Regions from separate parts of the Mus musculus genome. Here all the other regions are linked to region 3. Evidence: chromatin contacts called from public HiChIP or PLAC-seq and promoter capture Hi-C data. All regions are on one chromosome and are shown on one strand. The core of a region is the stretch at or near the end of the contact, and the rest is flanking DNA. Distances in the headings are between cores, read along the strand shown. Region 1 overlaps Ankrd11 (ankyrin repeat domain 11). Region 2 overlaps Gm26812 (a long non-coding RNA gene). Region 3 holds the start of Cyba (cytochrome b-245, alpha polypeptide).

What was found. Promoter capture Hi-C pulls out the DNA fragments that hold promoters and counts their contacts. HiChIP or PLAC-seq counts read pairs in DNA pulled down with a chosen protein or histone mark.
Region 1: a contact with region 3 is called in a promoter capture Hi-C map of neutrophils, with 4 times the contacts expected there. The contact joins the enhancer-like site here to the promoter of Cyba in region 3. A contact is called at or near these places in 2 of 39 promoter capture datasets (embryonic stem cells and neutrophils) and 3 of 115 datasets of contacts at active chromatin or transcription factors (astrocytes, effector CD8 T cells and neural tube).
Region 2: a contact with region 3 is called in an H3K27ac HiChIP or PLAC-seq map of bone marrow-derived dendritic cells, with 2.7 times the contacts expected there. The contact joins the enhancer-like site here to the promoter of Cyba in region 3. A contact is called at or near these places in 2 of 39 promoter capture datasets (both in embryonic stem cells) and 4 of 115 datasets of contacts at active chromatin or transcription factors (bone marrow-derived dendritic cells, embryonic stem cells, pancreatic cancer cells and 1 more).

What each region holds. Positions count from the first base shown.
Region 1 is chr8:123,019,700-123,023,781 of GRCm38.p6, reverse strand. All of the region lies in intron 1 of Ankrd11 (ankyrin repeat domain 11), which reads left to right. Among named protein-coding and RNA genes, the nearest start is that of Ankrd11, 21 kb to the left of the region's middle. Within about 2 kb of position 2,726, at least 115 of the 459 cell types and tissues checked have an H3K27ac peak or open chromatin away from gene starts, as enhancers often do. A contact at or near this core is called in embryonic stem cells and neutrophils, where this site is marked.
Region 2 is chr8:121,859,577-121,863,335 of GRCm38.p6, reverse strand. Gm26812 (a long non-coding RNA gene) reads right to left here. Exons shown (of 4, transcript XR_879277.2): 2 at 3,119-3,240. Among named protein-coding and RNA genes, the nearest start is that of Gm26812, 9.6 kb to the right of the region's middle. Within about 2 kb of position 2,180, at least 62 of the 459 cell types and tissues checked have an H3K27ac peak or open chromatin away from gene starts, as enhancers often do. A contact at or near this core is called in bone marrow-derived dendritic cells, where this site is marked.
Region 3 is chr8:122,431,640-122,435,794 of GRCm38.p6, reverse strand. It overlaps Cyba (cytochrome b-245, alpha polypeptide), which reads left to right and starts at 2,855. Exons shown (of 6, transcript NM_007806.3): 1 at 2,855-2,985. The coding sequence starts at 2,928. It overlaps Mvd (mevalonate (diphospho) decarboxylase), which reads left to right. Exons shown (of 10, transcript NM_138656.2): 9 at 883-991; 10 at 1,620-2,199. The coding sequence ends at 1,700.

The DNA of each region.
Region 1 (4,082 bases), core at 1,477-3,976, 590 kb before region 3:
ACAAGAGTCAGGCTGCAGCACTCATGCTTGCCAAACACACTTTTACTTATTTATTTTTTTTACCCTTTTAGTAATAAAAATATTGGAAAAATATTTTTTGGTGCTTTTTTACTTTATTTTGGTTTCTTTTTTTTTTTTTTTTTTTTTTTTTTTAAAGATTTATCAGACACTCCAGAAGAGGGAGTCAGATCTTGTTACAGATGGTTGTGAGCCACCATGTGGTTGCTGGGATTTGAACTTTGGACCTTCGGAAGAGCAGTCGGGTGCTCTTACCCACTGAGCCATCTCACCAGCCCCTTATTTTGGTTTCTTATTTAAAAGTTCATAAGACTATGGTGAGACCAAAGAAAATCATGTTGCTTCTTTTTTCCTTTTTTTTCCTTTTCCTTTTTGTACTACTGGGAATTGAACGTGGGGCCTTACATATAGCAGGTAAGTGCTCAACCATTGAGTTCTGACCCTAGCCATCTGTTGTTTGTTTCTATCCCCTTCTTATAGCTTTCCCTCCCTTCTCTGTCTGTCTGTCTGTCTTTTTACATTTTTTTGGAGATAAGGGTCTTACACTGTAGCCCTAGGTGGCCTGGAATTTTGGTCTGTAGCTCAGGCTGCCTGTGAGCTCTTCTGCCTCCCATGTTCTGGGTAGTGGCATGCACTACCATACCCTGGCTCATACTGTTTCCTAACACTTTGTAGATGTTGATGGACGAGGCTTCTGCCTGCTACCCCCACTCTTCAAGCCTCATGTGTTTCAGCAGGTTACCACATCTTATATTCTAGTCTGTACAGGCCTATGAATGTTTGTCACATGCTTTGTAATAGTGTAAGGTGAATGCCAGCATAATGTGGAGCCAAGAGCATGACTTCTACTCCTCAGCTCCTGTAGTGACTCAGACAGACTTAAGGAGCAAGGAGAGGCCCGGGACACTACAGGGAATTCCAGACTGTGGTAAAAGCATGCTAGGCTGGGGTGATGGTAGAGTACTTAAGTGTTTAGCATGTGTAAGTTTCCAGATTCAGTTCCCAGTACCACAAAAAATAACGTAAGAGCAAAAATCCACTTGCTATAAATCCTAGAGAATTTACTTCTGGTTTTCTTTTTTTCTTTCTTTTTTGTTTGTTTTTCCCATTGAGACACACATGTATTTTGCACACAGTCTGGACATTCTGGAACATTCACAGCCACCCTTAAGGCACACGGTGACTTGTTGGGTCATGTACACTCCACTCAAACACAGGTTTCTCACCCCCCCGCCATCTTTTCCCACTTCTGGTTTTCATAGTCAATATTTTTATTAGTAATTACTAAATTACAGAGTATGCAGACGGATTTTTTTTTTCTGTGCATACAAACACACACAGAGTTGTAGATATACAGTAATTGCTTTTTAAAAACCTGTCTTGGAGCCTGGTGGTGGTGGGACACTCCTTTAATCCCAGCACTGGGGAGGCAGAGGCAGGTGGATTTCTGAGTTCGAGGCCAGCCTGGTCTACAGAGTGAGTTCCAGGACAGGCAGGGCTACACAGAGAAACCCTGTCTCAAAACAAAACCCCCCCCAAAAAAAAAAAAAGAATGCACTGGCTCGCCGGGCAGTTTTATATTTTTATTTTTTTAAATGATGTGTGTTTATGATTATTTGATATATGTGTGTAGATATCCCCAGAAGCTAGAAAATGACAGAACCCCTGGAACTAGATCTTCAAATCCAGCTTAAAAGACTCTATGTATCTCCTGTGTGTTCTGCTTTTCTTGAATTCATTGTGGGTCAGATGTTTGAAATCCACGACTACCTGGTAACCTGAAAGTGAAAGGTTTTGCAAGGCTGGGGATTGCGTTTTACTTGGATTTGATAGCACTTCTGTCTCTGCCTAAAAAGTGCTGATGAGTTCCTGATATTCATGTGTATCAAGGGAATGGGTTTGCCTCTGTGTAGAACAGTGCCTGAAAAGGCAGAAGGGAACATGAAATAAAGCATTGCATAAGTGTGCATAGGATCCTTGAGTTCAGTCAGCTTTACTACCAGTAAATGCACTTAGACTCAAGATCAGAAGTGGGTCTGGATGCAAGGGAAAAGTGGTTCTTGGATAGTCCAAATGGATGGGAGAGAAGAGCAGCTTTGTGTTTTGGTGGTACTGGCTGTGGCCTGGGCTCTGGTGGGTGGCTGGTCATATAGGCAGTGGTACATAGAGCCTCTTTACTTAGGAACCAAACCACTGTTGCTCCAGTGAAAAGACCTTTTATGGAGACTTATCCCTAAAGGCTTTGTGTGTGTGCTTTTGTAACTACTGGGCTGGGGAGCCACGCCTAGCTGAGTCAGGACAGTGTTGCAACTTGCCTGCCCCAACTGGTTAGAGGCAGGTGTGCTGGTTGGATTTGCCTCTCCTGATGTGCCAGGTTTTGGTTTGTATTTTTTTCCTGTTGGCTTGTGAATTACATTGTTACACAGCAATCACTTTTCTGTTCTATAAATAGTCTAGAACCAGAGGATAGTAAGAAATACTAACATTCTTGTAGTAAGAGCTGTGATTCTGCCTGTGTGAGGAAGAGTGACCATCCTGCTTGTGGATTATTAAGGCTATGGCATAGAGTGTTTGGGTTTGATTTGTGTTGTACAGTTTTTTTATTGACAGAAGAAGAGAATATGAATGCATGAATATGGGTGTGCATGAGTATGGGTGTGCATATGCCACAGCTCGTGTGTGGAGGTCAGAGGACAACTGGGGAGAGTGAGCTCTCTCCTTTCACAATGTGTGCTCTGGGAGTTGACATCAAGGTACAAATGTCCTTGCTGAGCCATCTTGCCAGCCTCTTTGTACATGTGTTTGTGTGATTAGTTGAAGTACTGAGTTGGAGTTCTTTTTTCTTTTCCTTTGCTCTTGAAACAGGGCTTTATGTAACTGGCTGTCCGGGGACTCACTGTGTAGACCAGGCTGGCCTCAAACTCATGGATTCACCCACCTACCTCTCTCTGATTCTCCAGTGATTGGATTAATTAAAACCCATGGTGGGACACTATGCCCGGCTTTAAAAACAGCAACAGCAGCAACAACAACAAGAACAACAAGAACAAACCAACTCCTAGTCTTGTGTAACTCGCGCCCTCAGTCTTTATTCTGTGGAACTGGCATTGGAGCACTGGTCCTCCCGCCTCCGCTTCCCAGGCATTGGGGTGATGCTGTGTGCTGCCACGCCTGGCTTCGAGATTTTTTTTCTAGATAGAAATGTTTATTGCTCATAAGTAATTTTCATATTCCTGATGTGAATAATGATTTACTTTAGAATTGAAGGTAAAATCAGTTCCATGTGGGTGGTGAATAAAAAATTAGCATTAATGTTATAGATACGGTCTACTTGGTTCCTTGTCAAAATTCCTTGCCTGACTTCAATATTTCATTGTAATAGAGAACAATATATAAAGCTGGGAGTTTTATGTTTTCTTCCTGGTTGCTATAGAAACAGCTGAGGTGTTAGTGACTGCTGATGCAGTGCTGGGTTGTGGGCCTTTCCACTTCCCACTTCCCTGGAGGGAGGGAGGGAACATCTCACCTGACGGTCACAAGAACATCAGAACCTGCTCCATTAGAGAGAAGTCACATTCTCTCCTTATCTAGGTGCTGTTTGTCAGCTTTGTCCTCCAGTGGAGTGCTCATGGCTTTCTTCTTACCTGGGAGTTAGTTTGTATGTCTAGCTCCAGTGGCTATTCAAGAATGTTGTAGGTTTTTTCTCTTCTGTAAGATAATCCTGCAGAGAAAGCAATCAGGAGAGTCTATTGAAAAATGACTTCATGAATAACATGTAAAATTAGTCCCCAGTTGTGAAGTTTCCCAATAAGCCATTTGCCCCCCTGTACTACCCAGGTGTACTATTCAGTGTCTATTCAAGAAAGGAGAGAGAAAATTAGTAAGGGTTGAGTTCATCTGCATGAATTCTTGTTTAAAGGCTAACTTTAATATTGTTTTTTAGAAATCCTCATGGATGCTCATTCAAAGGTTTATTTATTTATTTTCTAATTTATTTTTATTTTATGGTCATTGGTGTTTTGCCTGCATATATGTCTGTGTCAGATAGCCCTGGAACTGGAATT
Region 2 (3,759 bases), core at 931-3,430, 570 kb after region 3:
CTTACAGCTGGATCTCATGGAGGCATTTCCTCAAGGGAGGCTCCTTGTTCTGTGATAACTCCAGCTTGTCTCAAGTTGACACAGAGAACTAACCAGTACACTAGTTAATTGTGAAAAGTTGAGAAATGACTCTAGATTTGTCAGGTGTCTCCCCTGGGAGTCTGCATAGCCAGCAGTGATGCTTAATGGCTGACACAGGTGGAACGCTTGTGGTTGCCTGCTGGGGTGCAGGGAACCAATGTATATCTGATTGTTGTAGGTGACCAGCCTTAGGCATCACCAAGGTCTCTTATCAAAATACAGACAGATACCTCTGGCTCCCGCGGTTCTGGTACCTGGTCCCTCGAAGGCGTCTCATTGACCTCTAGCCTCCTCTGCCTCCCTGGGAGCAGTGTCTGTAGTCACACACAACTCACAATGAGCTGCTGTCTGCCACCAGATGAGGGTGGTCGTGTCAGAGCAGCTCAGACCAGCAACCAGTGCCTTACACCTGATATTTCCAGCCACACAGGTGCTCGCTCGTAGGGCACGATTAGGGGAGCGCACTGCATGGAGCCCAGGGGGAAAGGGCATGCTCGCTCCTGCCTCATTCAACAAACCTGGGAGCTAAGTGGGGTGCGTGGCTGATGGTCTGTGTCCTTGCACTATCCAGAGCCCCACCCTCTCCTGCCATGGCACTGGGTTTGAGGCACATCCATGGTATAAGGACATCATGGGAAACCAGCCTGCAACAGACCTTGAAGGAGCAGAAACCAGGTACACTCCAGCCGGTGGTCACAGAGGACTGTTTCTGTTTGTCTACCACCCAAAAGTCCCCAGGCAAACCCAGGCCACAGAAGCCTCGGGTCGGATGCACAGGGCTGGAGAAGAAGCCTTTGGGTAGGAGAAAGACAGGGCTGGGTAACAAGTGGCCTCCAGCAAAGACAGGCACAAGCAAGAAAGGCTAGGGACAGTACTCTCTTCTGATCAGCGCGTGTGTGCTAATGCCTGGCTTTGTACATCAAGAGCTGGCTAGGGCCAAGGCTCAGATAAGCCATGAGAACAGCTTGTGCCCAGGGTTGAGAAGCTCAGCTCTGGGAGCTGCCAAGACACCCGCCCCTCCCTGCCCTGCCCCGCCCCTCCTCTCTCTGCTCTTCTGGTATGGGCCTGCCCCCCCCCCCCGTCAGAGCATCTCTCTTTCTCCCTTCCACAGTCCAATGAGCTGATGAAAGGTGGAGACAAGAGGACGCACACACCTAACATGTTCCCTTCCTCCTTCTCCAGCAGGCAGGTCTGCTCCATACAGCAGCACAGGCTGTACACTGGGCAGACACCTGGCACCTGCCTCTGTGTCTGTATACCCAGGCCTGGGCCCCATTAACCCCAAGGATGGGGCGTCTGCGTCTTTACACAGAGAAGGTGCCCAGCAGCCACGCCTCCTGTGGGGCAGCACCCTTTAATAATGTGTGCCCCAGGAGGAAGCCTGTCAGAACGAATTAGCTTCAAACTTAACAGCTTAGAAAACTGGAAGGGGGCTGGTGAGATGGCTCAGTGGGTAAGAGCACCCGACTGCTCTTCCGAAGGTCCGGAGTTCAAATCCCAGCAACCACATGGTGGCTCACAACCATCTGTAACAAGATCTGACTCCCTCTTCTGGAGTGTCTGAAGACAGCTACAGTGTACTTACATATAATAAATAAATAAATAAATAAATAAAGCTAAGCCCTCTCTCTCTCTCTCTTTTAAAAAAAAAAAAAAAAAAAAAAAAAAAAAGAAAACTGGAAGGGCTGCCGTGCCCTGGGGTAGACTAGCTTCCTGTTCCTGCTACCTCAAAGCTTCTCCATTCGCAAGTCTGGGCAGGGAGGGCTGGAACCACAGGCTGGGGAAACTTCATCTCCTTCCCTGAACCCTCTCACAGTGTCTCAGAACTCAGGCACGCGCCCTGCTCCCCTCCCCCTTCAGCCTGTGTTACCAAGCAGGAGCTTATGAGAGTGAATGCCCTGGGAATAGTTACAACGTAACTCACCTTAGGGTCTGAAGCTGTGTCTCGGGCAGCCTTTTCAACTCAGACTTAGCCTCTGTCCTGGAAATCCAACTGAAAGAGCCACATTCATGGGGAAAAGTTGGAAAGGGGGGCGTTTGTTCAGTAGCCACTTTGGGAGAGAGAGGGAGAAGTCCCGGGACTTCCCTCAGATCTGCCTTTGAGCTCCTGACATTAAGACTTAGGCTAAGCCGAGAGGTGGTGGCACACGCCTTTAATCCCAGCACTGGGAGGCAGAGGCAGGGGGATTTCTGAGTTTGAGGCCAACCTGGTCTACAAAGTGAGTTCCAGGACAGCCAGGGCTATACAGAGAAACCCTGTCTCGAAAAAACCAAAAAAAAAAAAAAAAAAAGAAAGAAAAAAGAAAAAAAGACTTAGGCTAAATGGAAGGCGAGAGAGCATAACTAAGCAGTCCTGGTCTGGGTGTGGTCCTGTCCATCACAACCCTCCATAGTAGTCTCAGCTGCACTCTCCTGTAAGGAGGTCTGAAAGTTGCAAGTCTCTTTCCAGAAGAAAAGCGTCCCTACCAGCTGGCCAAGGCTTTATTTAGCCTTTTTCTTCTCTGAGCGTGAGATTCCTGGGGGAATTATAATTCTCTGATTTGGCACAAATTCCCTCCGTCAGAAAACACCTTGTTGACTTTATCCCCTGAGTTTGGAATTCTGGGTTAGCATTTTTTTTTTTTTTTTTTTTAGCATATTGGCAAGTTGTTCTAAGATTTTCTTGCTGATAGCGAGGGTATAACTTGGTCAGTTCCTTCTTGGTTCTATTCCAAATGTCCATCCCCTGATGGGTAGGCAAACACATACAGTTGTAGAGGTTAAATTTTGATTGTTATGGAGGTGGTGGCGCATGCCTTTAATCTCAGCACTCAGGAGGCAGGGGTAGGCAGGTTTCCGAGTTCGTGACCACTCTGGTCTACAGCATGAGTTCCAGGACACAGAGAAATCCTGTCTTGGAAAAACAAACAAACAAACAAACAAACAAACACACCAAGCATAAAAGTTTTAGTTGTCAAAACAAGCTAGAATCATCAGGGAAGAGGCTCAGTGAGGGTTTGGCTTGATTGATCATTGCCATAAGAGAAATCTATCCTACCGTGGGCGGTACCATCCCCTAAGTCCGGGGTCCTGCACGGGCAGCCATGTTCACTCTCTCTCTGTTCTTGACTGTGGATATGACCAGCTGCTCCCAATCCTCTCTGGACTTCTCCACGGTGCCTGGATCAAAATAAACATTTTCTTAAAGTTGCTGAGGTGTTTTATCCCAGCAGCAGGAACAAACCTAGGCCTGCGGTGCATCCATCTGACAGAGTATCACTCAACCACGAAGCACTGCCACATGTTACAATGTAGAGGAACCTGGAAATCCTGCTGCTTGAGAAGAGAAGCCAGACACAAAGGACCATGTGTCATGAGCCAGGGACACGAGATGTCCTGCTAGGGAAACCCACAGAGGTGGAGACAGATGTGCCTGGCAACCAGAGCTGTCACGGGGGAGCCCGGAAGTGGTGGTTCTGGGGTTCATTGAGTGTGCTGACGATCCTTTGTCATTAACGGGGACACCCCTGATCACAGTTGGACTGGTGAGTCTGTGGCAGGTGAGTGTGTCTCACAAGCTCTCGTCATTGGTGCTGTGGCCCTGGGCTCTGCTCTTCTTGACACCTGGCTCTGTCTTGTTATACAGTTGGGGTCTATGGAAAGTATCTGACTTTGGGACCCAAAGAGTTTTTTTTTTTT
Region 3 (4,155 bases), core at 1,606-4,105:
GCTCTCCTGGAGGTCCTGAGTTCAAATCCCAGCAACCACGTGGTGGCTCACAACTACCTGTAATGTGATCCGATGTCCTCTTCTGCTGTGTCTGAAGACAGCTGCAGTGCACACACATACATAAAGATAAATAATTAAATCTTTAAACAACAAAAAAAAGTTAGTTCTCCATGTGTGTGTGCAGTACCCTTAACAGCCAGAAGAGGGCATCATAGCCACCGGAACTGGAGTCACACATGGTTGTGGGCTGCCATGTAGGTGCTGGGCACCTGACCCGGGATCCCTGCAAGAGTGTTCTCAATCTCTGAGCCACCGTTCTAGCCCACAAGTGAGTTTTACTAGGAAATCAATGCATGAGGCACTCTGATGAGCAGGTTCGGTACCTCATAAATTTGAAGTGGGGGATTTAAGCAAAGCCCCAGTTTCTTCCATACCGAACAAGTCTGAACCTGTGAGTATGTGGTTTCTTTTTTTTTTTTCTTTTTTTGGTTTTTCGAGACAGGGTTTTCTCTGTATAGACCTGGCTGTCCTGGAACTCACTCTGTAGACCAGGCTGGCCTCGAACTCAGAAATCCACCTGCCTCTGCCTCCTGAGTGCTGGGATTAAAGGCGTGTGCCACCACGCCCAGCTGAGTGTGTGGTTTCTTGTCTCTTCCTGGCATGGGTCTATCTTCTGAGACTGGTCTGAATGTGAATGTGTGGGCCACTTCTCCATCTTCTCATGATCCCTAAAAAAACAAAAAAAAAACCCTCCCTCCTAGTAGACCCCTGCGCTCCTCACCCGCGCCATCCCTAGCCCACCCAGACCACCGTATCTGAGGAGCTGCTCTTCTGGGCTTTCCGTGCACAACTTCATGAACACGCTTCTGCCTTCTTCCCCAGGTTCCTAAAGGGGCTGCAGGTGGCACCTGTTCTTCTCTCTGATGAGCTGAAGGCCGCGCTGGCGGTGGAGCCCAGCCCTGGTGGGGTCCAGTACATCATTGCCACTCAGGTGAGGCCAGTACACACGGCAGGCACCCCCTTACCTGCCGGAGGGAGGGAGGATCCAAGCCTCCCCCACTGTGTCTCAGGGCGGAGGCAGAAGCCCACATCAGCCACGGCACGGAAGTAGCCACATGGCGTTCTTAGGCTCAGAGTCATTGGACACTGTCTGGTTTACTCATTTCCCCTCAGTGGTCATTTAGGGACAACTCGTAGAGGAGAGCGGGGGCGGGATGTGAGGGTTATGTACTCTGGACAGAAAGATGATAAAAAGCAGTCACTTGCCAGGAGAGGTAGATGTTGGGGTCCCTGGGAATCTGCTCTCAGGATGTAACCCACCACAAGCACGCCAGCATCCCCGCGTCTCCTGATCCTGCTCAAAGAGGCTTGCTCTGGGTCCCTCCTTTCACACGAGATGAGGGTCACTAAGATCCCCACAATCTAGCCCGGAATGGAACCCCAGGCAGCTTGAGAGGCTCATCCTGCGCAAGCTGGTGTGGACTTACCACGAAGGGACCCACCCGTGTCTCACCACCCCCCCCAATCTAATCCTGCCTTAGAGTCTCTGACCTGTAAAGTCTCCGGAGCAGCGGCTACTGCCGCACCCCATGACTGGACACTGATTTTTCTCCCCCCAGGTCGGACCAGGACCTCAAGTCCTAGACGACACTCATGATCATCTGCTAGGCCAGGATGGACTGCCACAACGGGACCTTTGACCTCTTCCACGTCCAGTGCCATTTGGAGAAAGGGGTTGCCCACTGGAACTCGGGAGCTGGCCTGCTGGTCAGCCTCTCCTGAAGGGCTGCTTGATGATCGATTATACTGGGGGATGTCGAGTGTGATGGGCAGCCATCTAGGCGATCACGGGAACCCCTCTCAAGTGCCTCCGGTTCCCCGCTGGTTTCTGAAGGGCTAGCTGACCCACTCGATGGACCTTCCAGCACTCCAGACAGCTGCTCATCAGGGATGGGGAGTCGGTGCCTCCCCCCTCCCCCAAGATGCTCTGAGGGCCTCAGTAACCATCTAAGCGTGATGGCTCAGACAGCGGTGCCTCTCTGCTGAGACTCAGGCCACAGTTTCTTTATAAAGCCTCCTGGTGAGGGTAGGGGCTGTCGAGCCCACAGGTAGGGTCCATTGTGTGTGTGGGTGCCTCATGAGGGTGCAGTCAGTGGACCTGAGGACCACAGGAATAAAGTGTGCTGTTCCTGCCTGCCCGTGTGGGCTGTGCTTTCTTCTTTCTTCCTAAACCAGCGCTTTAGGGTCTCTGGTCTACTGATCTGCTGGGTCCTACCCGCCATTGAGTTCAGTCTTGTTTCCCTATGTAGTGGAGAGGTGGGGGCTGAAGTGGGTCCTGCCAGGAACACTTCCCACTGCCCACAAGCCAGCCCCGTGAGAGTCTCCTGCCACCTTGTGACCACCCTAAGTCATACCCCAGCATACATGCAACAGCTGCTGGAGCTGGTCTAGGCCAGAGGAAAGAGACAACAGAACAACGGTGTTCCGGTGTTCTGTCCCCTGCTTTCTGGGTTTTCCCAGCCTTGCACACTATGGTCCCCTACCCCCACCCCGTAGTCACGTGACCCAGGACACACACCTGCCCCAGCTCACAGTGGGTCGGAAGTAACCTCATCTCCTTTTAGGGAGCAGCCTTTATCTGATAACTAGAGGAGCAGGTGGATGAAGTGACTTACGCCTCTGGCCCTGGGGGGGTACGGTCACAAGTCACAAGCAGTCACAAGTGGCCCTGGTACTTTCCAGCTGGAGAGAGAGGTCGATGGGGAGACTGTCCCACCCACCAAGGCTCAAAGGGAAGGTGCAGAGGAGGCCTCTGGGGCACAGCCCGACAGGGCGGGGCCTGAGCAGGGGGCGGGCCGATCAGTGAGGACTTGCGAAGTGGGCTGCAGAGTTGGACCGGGCTGCTGCGTGTGCGCAGGGTCCTCGTCATGGGGCAGATCGAGTGGGCCATGTGGGCCAACGAACAGGCGCTGGCGTCTGGCCTGAGTGAGTGAGGTGGGCTGCGGGTGGAGGGGTTGCTCAGGACCCGTGGGGCACCGCGGGGGAAGCAGGGCTCGGGCTGGTTCTGCGGACCTCAAAGCGCGGATCCTCGGAGAGACCTACCGGGGCCTCCGGGCACAGGACGGGCGGTGGCCGCTGCAGGCCGTGCTCGGCCGCCTGTTCTAGAGGCGACCCCGCCCTGCACCCTGTTGGGTCCGCGCTGGGACCTCAGAGGAGGAAGTTGCTTACAGCTGGGGAAGAGACATTCACTCGGTGGTTTCCCGCCTGGTTAGGAAAACCCCCGGAAGACCCTCTTCTGCGCACAGCCCACTTGGCCAGGAGTTGGGACTCTGGCCTTGAGGTCACTCGGGCTCCGGCTTCTCCCCGAGGGGCCTGGGATAGGAGCTAAGCTCATCCTAGAGGAGCAATCGGCTCCATCCCACAAGCGAAGTGTGCGCAGAAACTATTTCACAAGAGTCTGGACACCCCTCAGAGTGATCTTAGCCCTGATGGCCTGCCGAGTTAAGATGCAGGACACTAGTCTTTAGTCAGGTTGACACTGGCCGTGGCTTGAACAGTTCAGCTTGTCTGGGAGGTTTGCCAAGGGGCAGTGGGACCCCTGGGCTTCACTGTACCAGGAAAGGAACCTAATAGACCAGACCATGAGCAGCAGGCCTGAGACTAGAAACTGCAGACATGCCTCAAAGCCGAAGGGAGCCAGAAAAGACCTGCCAGGGCAGGGAGGATGGCCCAGACCCCCCTCCACTCACCCGGGAATAGCGCATCGAAGAGGTGATAGAGAAATCTCCCCCAGCCCACGCTGGAAGCTCCCGTGGAAGGCCTTGCAACCCCAACCTTTTGAAAATGGCGCCCCTCCCCCACCTGCAGTCTCCCTTCTTACCCTTCCCAGCCTCCTGCCAGTAGTGGTTTGTCCTGTGACCACTATGGACGGTTTCAAAAGTTACCTCCAGGAAGTGGGGGTGCCAGACACACCTAAGGGTGGGAAGACCTGGCGAGCGCTGTCCATGCAGTGTCTCCTGTCCTCGTGTGTGCTAAGGTCTCTATGTACTGCCTCAGCTAATTGTTCAGGGTGTTCAGGCTGACACAAGTCTCCTGTGCTGAGGAGTCACAGGCTGTGGCCACTTACTTTCTCCACCGAGTGTGACTTCCGCTAAC